Linked DNA regions of Ovis aries: region 2 is linked to region 1. A link is a contact called in public Hi-C data. All regions are on one chromosome and are shown on one strand. Each heading gives the region's core, a stretch centred on a gene start, on an enhancer-like site or on the middle of the called end of the contact. The rest is flanking DNA. Distances are from core to core; before and after follow the strand shown.

Region 1 (4,868 bases), core at 1,329-3,828:
GAACCGGGGAGCCACACCGGTAACTCCTGTGTGGCAAAAGCAGAACAGCGGAAACATGTTGTCTTCCTCGAAGTGAAATGCTAGTTGGTTCTTGCACGAGCTAACCAGATTAAGATAATGTCCCTTGGGGCCTGAGGATTTCACAAGGAGATGGTATCTGACTATGACACTTCTTTGAGAAGGTAGCTTCAAAATGTTAACAGACGTCAGCATATGAGAGTCCTGGCCTGAATATTTAGGACTAAAGTTACAACTCTTTTATCGGTTGGAAGGTGCTGGATCCTACGGTGGGAGGTGGTTTTCTATTGACTTACGTGCCTTTAATGAGTATTTTCTTACAGGAAATGGATGAATAAGAGTCACAGAATCTGGCGCTGGGCTGTGCTATCGACTAGCTGTGGGATCTTGGGCCATCATTTAATTTTGCTGGGCCTTCTTATGCCGATCTAGAGAATGGAGTTACAGATTCCGGTCCTGCAGTGGTTCTTAAAGGCATCAGGATTTCAGTATGAGGAAACATCTGTAATTTTTAAAGCACTGCACTCAAACGTTGTTTTCTTAGATGGGTTGGGACACTGTAGTGCCTTTGTAGGGGGAAGGCCAACATGAACTGAAAAGTGGATGGAAAGGTTCTCTGGATAATAGCTTCCACTTTTGGAAGACTTACTCTGGGCCAAACACGGTGCTACATGCTTTCTACGCATTTTCGCATGTTCATCCGCCTACAAGGCTGTGGAATTATTTCCAGTTTCCAGGTACAAGAACAGAGATTTAGTGAGGGTGCAGGACTCGCTCTGGTCAAAAAGCTTAGGACTGACAAGACGAGGGATCAGACTCCCTTGCTTGATTCCAGGCCCAGGCTCTTAGTCATCCTTCTTTGCTGCTCGGATACTGTAGCAGCCAATCTTCACATGGCCGTGTGGGTCTCTGAACACAAACTGGCTCTGTGCTGCAGGTCCTCACCAGTAGGCACATACACACATCACTGGAACCAGCCTTGGCCCTATTACCAGAAGTGGCACCTGACGACAAAGAGGAAGGCGAATACTCAGAAATTGGTAGGTTGGCCCAGGGCCCTCAGCTACACTCTGACTTGCAGTGTGACCTTAAACTTGTTAGGTCTTCTCTAAAGCTTTGTTCTCCCACTAATCTTAAGGAAGCTCCAGGCTTTTTTAAGTCCAGCAGCCCCTTCCCACAGGGGGTTATGGCAGCGCTGAAACACTTGTCTCCAGATCAGCCCCACTGCTCATCCTCCAAAGCTGCCTGTTTCTGTGGGGCATTTGGTGGGCTGGTGCAGCGCAGCCTTGTGGAGCCGAAACTCACTCCCTGCACAACCTGGGGGAAGTTACTTGACTCTCCATGCCTTGGTCTCCCCATCTGGGAAATCACACCTGTGTACTATGAGGACCCACACCACGGAAGGCCGATGTGAGGGTGCAGCCCGAGGAGAAGCAAGCAGAACTAGAAATGGCACGTGTACACATTCAGTAAGGGATGGTGACGATGATAAACAAGGGACAGGTTTTCCTTCCGCATGTTATAAGCAGAGACATGGCTATGAGATCAGCCCCGGCTGCCAAACAGAAGGGCCCCCACAGCATGGGGGCTCACCCCTGAGCTGTATGGGGCACATTTCCTCAGTCACTCTGCACAGGAGTCTGGTGAGTACTAAACCCTGAAAAGATGCCCTTGGACCTACGAATGGCATCTCCAATTGAACTGCCTGGGGTGAGCAGCTTCAATATTTTCTGCCTTCTCCTCTTCCCATTCTGAGACCCGAATATGGGATCCCATATCCTTGCTTCTAAGCAGGCGTTCATGTCATAGTCTTTTTCTGATAGTAAATCGGAAGTTGAGTGTTTCAGAGAAAAGAAACAGAGAAGGAACACTGATGACCATTTAAAAAACTTTACTGGGGGGGATCCTCCAGGAACAAAATAGTACAAAGCTCCCTTGAGACTGATTTAGGAGCAAGAGCCTCTACTTACATTAGGTGTCACAGCAGTCTGTTGAGGAGAAGTTCCAGGCACGGAAATCCTCAGGGAGCGTTTGTTCAGAACAGCAGCACCTAGAATTTAAATGACACTATGAGCCCTTAGGGAACATCCCAGAGCCACAGAGGAAGACGGGGAGTAAGGAGCACCTTCTGCATCCTGCTTAATTAAGACATGCAGTTTGAGAGGGTTCTGTCCACCCCAGTGGCACACACCACCTCTCTGTGTGTGGAGTTGGTGTGGCCGATGCTAAGGAGACTGTCCGCAGACGCAGGGCTGTGCATTTCGCCGCCCATCAAGGTGTGTTCAGGTAGATGTCTTATGAAATAAAACACTGTAGTGACCCTCTACCTCTAATCACGAAGAAGGACAAGCAAGCAGCCTGCACAGGTGAGGTGAGGTGAGTTGAGGTGAAGTCGCTCAGTCGTGTCCGACTCCTTGCGACTCCGTGGACTGTAACCTACTAGGCTTCTCTGTCCATGGGATTCTCCCAGCAAGAGCTTCTGTTAACGTTTTCAGAACTGATTTCTGCCACTGTGGGCTGCAGCGGCACAGACTCCAGAGGGCCAGCAGAGGGCAGCACGGGTCTGCACATTTGACCTCTTCCCTGCTTGGGAAGCAGGCAGACAACCCAGAACAGGTTCCAGGGACACTGTGCCCTTTGGGGTCTAACTTGAGGGGTGGAATGCTCCTTCCACCACATCACAGGAGGAGTGGGAGCCCAGGTTCCTAAAATCTGGTGGTTTGAGGTAAGGCTTGAGTCTGCACGTGGGACCTGCCAGACTCCCCAGGGGGCTTCAGAGCAGCTTCCAGGAGAGTTCACCTAGGGAGGACCCGGCTCTCAAGCCTTCACGTTTCAGCCAGTGGGAGGCTGAGTGACTCAGCAGGCCATGCCAGAAAGTCTGTCTTGGCAAGTGACCGCCTCATGACATGTCTTAAGTTAATGGCTACAACCCCTTAGAGGAGGAATGTCAACACAGTGGAGGCAGAGAGCAGCTGGCTCATCAGAGGATGGGTCAGAACCTGGTTCCTGGGAGCAACCTTTCGGCCCAGTGCTTCTGAGGGGGAGGGACTGTGCTCAGGTGCCTCATGGTGCCCTCAGAACAGGGACACACTATGTCAGGAAGATCCTTCAGAGTCGGGGTTGAATCCAAAAGGATCTTGACCAGTAAGAGAAACAGTTGAGAGAAAGCAATAGGTATAGAGATATAGATGAATTATAGATATTTTAAGTGAAATATAGAGATATTTTCTGTTGTGCTTACAACAGAAAAGCCAATCTAAAAAGAAGTCATGGAAATGGAGAACACGTGGGAAGATTTATCAGGGTGAACACCAAATTCTGGCCACCACGGAGTCACACACGTTTCTGGGACAGTTAAATACCATGTGTGATAGCGGCTTCCGAAATTGCCTGCTCATAAACACGAGGACAGGACCCAAGTCAGAGAGGAGCTCTTTCCCTTTGTGATGGTTAACGGAGATATGCAGACTGTTAACTGGGGGCTTTCCAGTATCTGGGAGAAGTGTTTCGAGTAGTTCATTTTAGGTGCTGGGAAGTGCTTCAGCCAACCTCTTCCTGCAAGAGCTGGAGATAAAGCCTCATTCTGAAGATGCTTCTCCCACCCTGGAGGTCACTCCTCTGAGGACCTTGGGAGCACTCTGTGCCCAGTGCCTGCAGCCTCATAAGACTTAGACGTGTGGGCATCATCTGTGGGTGGGGACACCAGAGCACGAAAAGAATTTAGTCAAGAAGACCATATAAGTTGGTACCAAGGTTTTCAACCATGAGAATGTAAGTGTGCCAGAGGCATTTTCCACTGACATCTCCACCCTCTGCCTCTCATAGCGCAGGAGGATGGTGCCTCCTACCAGCTGCTCTCATCTAAGCACAAGGCTGAGGCTGGTCCCCAGCCCATCACCAAGGGCACAGCTTACTTCACTCTTGGGATTCCTGCTGCTTTCCTAGAATGGGGGGAGGGGGTCAGGTCAGCCTACACTTTCCACTGACAGCCCTCTGCCACAGAGGCCCCGTGGTCTTAGGTCGTTCTCTTGAACCTTGAAGGTGTTAGAAGCTGGTCCTGGTCAGTCCCTGCCCAGAATCAGTCTACCAGTATCTGTTCCTTGTCTTGGCCTTTCCTCGTGAGCATTAGCTCATCTGAGTGAGTACTGCTGTTCTGGCTTTTCCATCTCAAGTGCCATCGAGCAACCTCCCATTTAATGGTCCATTGAAACTGGGAACAGAGAGACAAAAGTATAAGCGTGGAGATCAAAAACACCAGGATTCAGATTTTCCCACTGACACTTGTCACGCAGCTTGGACAAGCTGTTTAACCCTTTAAACTTTGTGCTGTGTGCTTAGTTGCTCGGTCGTGTCCGACTCTTTGAGAGCCCATGCACTGCAGTCCACCAGGCTCCTGTCTCTGGAGTTCTCCAGGCAAGAATACTGGAGTGGACTGCCATGCTCTCCTCCAGGGGAGCTTCCCAACTCAGGCACTGAACCCAGGTCTCCTGCATTGTACGTGGATTCTTTACCATCTGAGCCACTGGGGCAGCCTAGTTCCCTCATTTATAACGCGCAAATACTGCTAATTCTCAGAGTTGTGTAAATATAGCTTACTCAAATAAGACACATGGGAGGCACACAGCCCTTCAAATGTCAACCACCCCATCACCCCCACGTTCCCCTCACTGTGAGAAGACGGCTCATGTAATACGCTGGATAACATTTCCTAAGGCGTTATGATCAATATGTTAAAGTTGGCGTGAGACACTGAAATCAGATTGGACATCAGTACATAGAGGCTGTGGGTCTGGGGGCTTCTCTGGAGGGAAAGGGTAGCACATAAGCCAAGGGATGTTGACAAGGAGTCA
Region 2 (4,450 bases), core at 1,403-3,902, 170 kb after region 1:
CGCTCAGTTGTATCCGACTCATAGCAACCCCATGGACTGCAACCTTCCAGGCTCCTCTGTCCATGGGATTTTCCAGGCAAGAGTACTAGAGGGGCTTGCCATTGCCTTCTCTGAATAAGGTAGCTAAAGTAGTCAAATTCATAGAAGTAGGAAGTGGAAGAGTGGCTGCCACAGACTGGAGGGGAACGGGAAATGGAGGTGCTGTTCAGAGGCTCAATCATGCAAGATGAAGAAGTTCTAGAGCTCTGCTGCCCAGCACTGTGTGTAGAGTTAATAATAACGTACCACACACTTAAAATTTTAAGACGGAAGATCTCATGTGTTTTTCAGCACAACTAAGAAAAAAATGTTTGAAATCATGTAAGTAATACTATATACATATATGTGTGTGTGTACATATTTATATATTCAATGTATGCATGCATGCTCAGTCACTTCAGTCGTGTCTCACTCTTTGTGACCCTACTGACTGTCCTCCGCCCGAGGGATTCTCTAGGCAAGAATACTAGAGTAGGTTGCTATGCCTTCCTCTAGGGCATCGTCCCAACACAAGGATTGAACCCACATCTGAGTCTCCTGCATTACAAGCGGATTCTTTACCCATTGAGCCACCTGGGAAACCCCATACATATGTATGTATGAATATGTATGTATACAGTTGTATACAAAGGCAGTAACAGCATAAAATACTCTTGTGTGGAGTAGTAAACACTAAATTCAAGACAGAGGTTTCAAACTAGTAAGGAGGAAGAAAGGAGAACGGGGCCAAAAATGCTAAACAGGAAGTTTCTATTTTCCCTGTGATATTTTATTACTTAAAAAAAAATATTTTAAAACTGATAATATTTAAACAAATATTTTAAAATGTATAGTATTTGATAATTTATTTTTACTTTCAATTTTTCTGTATGTTTGAAATATATTACAGAAACAAATTTTTTAGAACCTAGTAAATACTAAGAATATTTTCTTCCTTTTTAAGAAATGGGTATAGTTCATCTTCTCTAATAACAAAAGATTCCATGGGGGGAGGATGGGCCTGAAATTATATCAAAATTGAGTTTGTGTGTGTGTTCACTCTTCTCAGAAAAGAAGCCACAAATTTCATCAAAGGGGCCTGTGACTCAGAATGTTGAGAACCAGGAACATAACTGCTGATATCTGCCATTTTTCAGCAGGCAGCAATGAAACATAACCCCTGGGTACTTACCTGAAAGAAAAATGAAAATGCCAACTTGGAAAGTGAACATTCCTGTGTTCACTGCAGTATTATTTATAACAGCCAAGACATGAAAACAAACTAAGTATATAATCACAAATAAATAGAGAAAATGTAGCATATACACAGTGTAATTTTATTTAGTCATAAAAAAGAATGAAATTTTGCCATTTTTGACAACATGGATGGACCTCGAGGGCACTGTGACCAGTGAAACAAGTGAAGTGAGACAGAGTGAAACAAATACTGTGTGACTGCACTTATATGTGGAATCTAAAAAAAAGGCAACAGCAAACACCAAGCTCACAGTACAGAGAACAGATTGGTGGCTGCCAGAGGTGGGGGGGTGGGGTGGGGGTGGATGGGTGGGCAAAACGAGTAAAGAAAGCCAAAAGGTGCAAACTTTCCAGTTATGAAAGCCCTGGGGATGGAGTGTATAGCAGACAACCATCGCTAACAATACTGCATTGCATATCTGAAAATTGCTAAGAGAGTTGATCTTAAAAGTTCTCATCACAAGAAAAAAAACTGTAAATATATATATGTTGACAGATATTATCTAATCATGTGATCACTTCCCAATATATACAAATATTGAATCATTACGTTGTACACCTGAAATTAGTATCTGTCGACTATACCTCAAAAGAAAGAACCAAATCTGAGTTTGAATCAAGCAATATGTTTCTAACCTTTTTCTTAGTTCTGATTTTGTTTATATGCTTTTACTTTCTGTATGTTTGCTGCAGAGTTGCCTCAACTCTGAAACTCTCTCTGAAAAAAAGGGCAAGCTATCAATTAAAAAAATAAGAAACACCCTTTAAGAAGTCCCACCAAATGAATGTAAAAACATACAAAATAAGAAGAATCATTTGGAACAAACACTGACACAGCAGCCTTGGATCAGGTGTCAAGACAAACGGTTCCATTTACCGACTTTAGCAGGAAGGCTTCACAGAGGGCAGGTTGTGTCCGGGATCTCACCTTTTGACCACAAAAAATCAAATGTTATTAAGGAATATGACAGTCACAGGAACAGGTCAGAAACTGGGGGTGGCAAGTATATTGTTGAGAAAAACTTCCCCCAGATGATTCCTACCTTTTCCAACATCCCACCACTAAAGCCCCCAGTCCCCACTACAGTTGAGATCACTGAGTTGAATTTATTCTTTTAAATTATTCAATGTTTGACAAATAAGTTTATTGAGCACTTACTCTATCACTGTCAGGAAGGGAGTATTTTTGTACTTCTGTACAGTTAGAGCTTTCTGGGAAAATTTACTGAGACCTGGGTTAAAGGACAAGGCTTAAAACTTAAAAAAAAAAAAAAAGACTGAAGAGATAGTAAAAGATTGGTTTCCCCTGACGTATGTGTTTACATTTCAGAAGGATGATGAAACTGGGGTCATGGAGACATTCCAGAGTTACAGACTCAGAGTCTCTTGTCTAAGGTTACTGACGTCAGTAATAATCTGTCCTGGCCTCAGAAACCCCATGTCTACTTTCAAGATAACATGAACAAATATAGATATTAAAAACTTATCAGTCACCAGGCTAGTTCCTAAGGACATAACCATGAATAAGAGTAAGTTCGGAGTACGTGGTCAACCATGGTACCAACAATGCTCCATCACCACGTGATACACCAAGTTCTTGACAGGAGATGTAAGAGGAGCTCTGAGACATTGGAGAATCTAAACTGAGACTGGAGGGGGAAGAGTTAGCCTGTCTGCAAGTAAGGGAAAATCCCTAGACAGCCAAGCTTCATTATCCTCACGGAAGAAATCCCCAAAATGGGTGCCTCAGTCTTGCTAACCAGGGCACAAGTCCCACGAGCTTTTTTCTCCTCTACCATCCTTGGTGTGGCGACTGGTGCTTGGACTAGCTTCTTTCGCGCTCCACCCACAGGAGGCAGCACTGCCTTGCAACCCTTTTTCCTCAGGAAAGAAAACCTTTCTCTAGACACTGCCCCACTTCTGTCTCAGGGGCCAGAACTGGGTCACATGCTCCTGGCTCAAACTAATCAACTGGCAAGGATGGAAGCTTCATGAGGCTGGAGGCTGGGGTCTCAGCCTACCTCCTCCCAAAGCATATGCAGACAAGAATGTTCTGTTAGAAAAGAAAACTGGGATTCTGTTGGAAAAGGCCTGGTGAAAGGTCAGGGGGGAAGCTGCCAGTAGAATGTGCTATAGTCATTAAGGTTAATATTTCCCTTTTGAGAATACTGTATTTAGCATTAAACCGGAAATGCAAAGAAATAAAAGACCACCTTATCCCTAACCAACAGCACACATGTATTGAAATTTTTTTATTTTAGTAGAGAAAAGCTAAAAATAAGTGAAATTAATATAGTGTGAATGAAGTGCCACAAAGGTTGGGAGACTACAGAATAACAGAGATTAGAATTTGAAATACCAGAGGCAGCTCTGAAAGAAGAGAATTATGAAATGATGGAGAGGGTGATAATGTTTAAAGGCACAAGCGTAAAACTTTAGGGGTGATTAGGTGTGTCTCTTTAGCTGTAAGAGAGCCACTATGGAGAATCCTGAAAAAATGCACAGCAAATACAAAGCCCATGAGAGCAGAACCCCCGAGTGTCTGTACTACTGTATAAAGGCACTCAAGACACATCTGTTGAATGAGTGAATGAACAGACAGACTTGGATTTGAAACACTATTTGAAACTACCGAAGGTTTCTAGTCAGAGGACACATGTGATTGAAACTATTTCTGATAAAAACTCTAGTTTTCCATAAATAGAATGGACTGGAAGAAAAGGGGAAAAAAGGTTATGGTCAATTAGGAAGCTACTGAAATCCTCCAAGACAAAGGTGGGCAGGGGCTGGATCCAAACTAAAAACCAGAAGTACAATTTTAAAAAGTTCATTTGTAAGAATATACACTTTGCTTATTTTATTTACAATGTCACAAGCATATAAAGAAGTAGCGTTGCATACTTTCAACTCATTTATTCCTGCCTGATGAAAACTAGGATGACTATCTTGTTTATCTAATCCTCCACTGGGCTTTTTACGCTAGGTCTCTCTTTCAGCTCCAACAGGAATGAAGCATACATAACCTGAGTCCTTCAGAATCACGGTCTCTGTGGCCTCCTAGTGCTGGCCGTCGAGAATGACAGTTTCTGCACCAAATTTTCTGTGAAAACAAGTTAGGTTCACTCTGTACTCCAGGTTTTCTTCTATACATATATAAGGTATTGATAATTATGGC

What was found. Hi-C and Micro-C count contacts between places; a contact is called where the count stands out from the background.
Region 2: a contact with region 1 is called in a Hi-C map of liver, with 4 times the contacts expected there. The contact joins two enhancer-like sites. A contact is called at or near these places in 4 of 16 Hi-C or Micro-C datasets (liver, mesenteric adipose tissue, skin fibroblasts and 1 more).

The regions. Positions count from the first base shown.
Region 1 is chr4:96,294,718-96,299,585 of ARS-UI_Ramb_v3.0, forward strand. LOC106991099 (a long non-coding RNA gene) reads right to left here. Exons shown (of 12, transcript XR_009600443.1): 10 at 1,989-2,068; 11 at 1-1,022. Among named protein-coding and RNA genes, the nearest start is that of MIR29A, 6.0 kb to the left of the region's middle. Within about 2 kb of position 2,579, at least 12 of the 54 cell types and tissues checked have an H3K27ac peak or open chromatin away from gene starts, as enhancers often do. A contact at or near this core is called in liver, where this site is marked.
Region 2 is chr4:96,467,374-96,471,823 of ARS-UI_Ramb_v3.0, forward strand. All of the region lies in intron 2 of LOC106991099 (a long non-coding RNA gene), which reads right to left. Among named protein-coding and RNA genes, the nearest start is that of MKLN1, 42 kb to the right of the region's middle. Within about 2 kb of position 2,653, at least 8 of the 54 cell types and tissues checked have an H3K27ac peak or open chromatin away from gene starts, as enhancers often do. A contact at or near this core is called in liver, where this site is marked.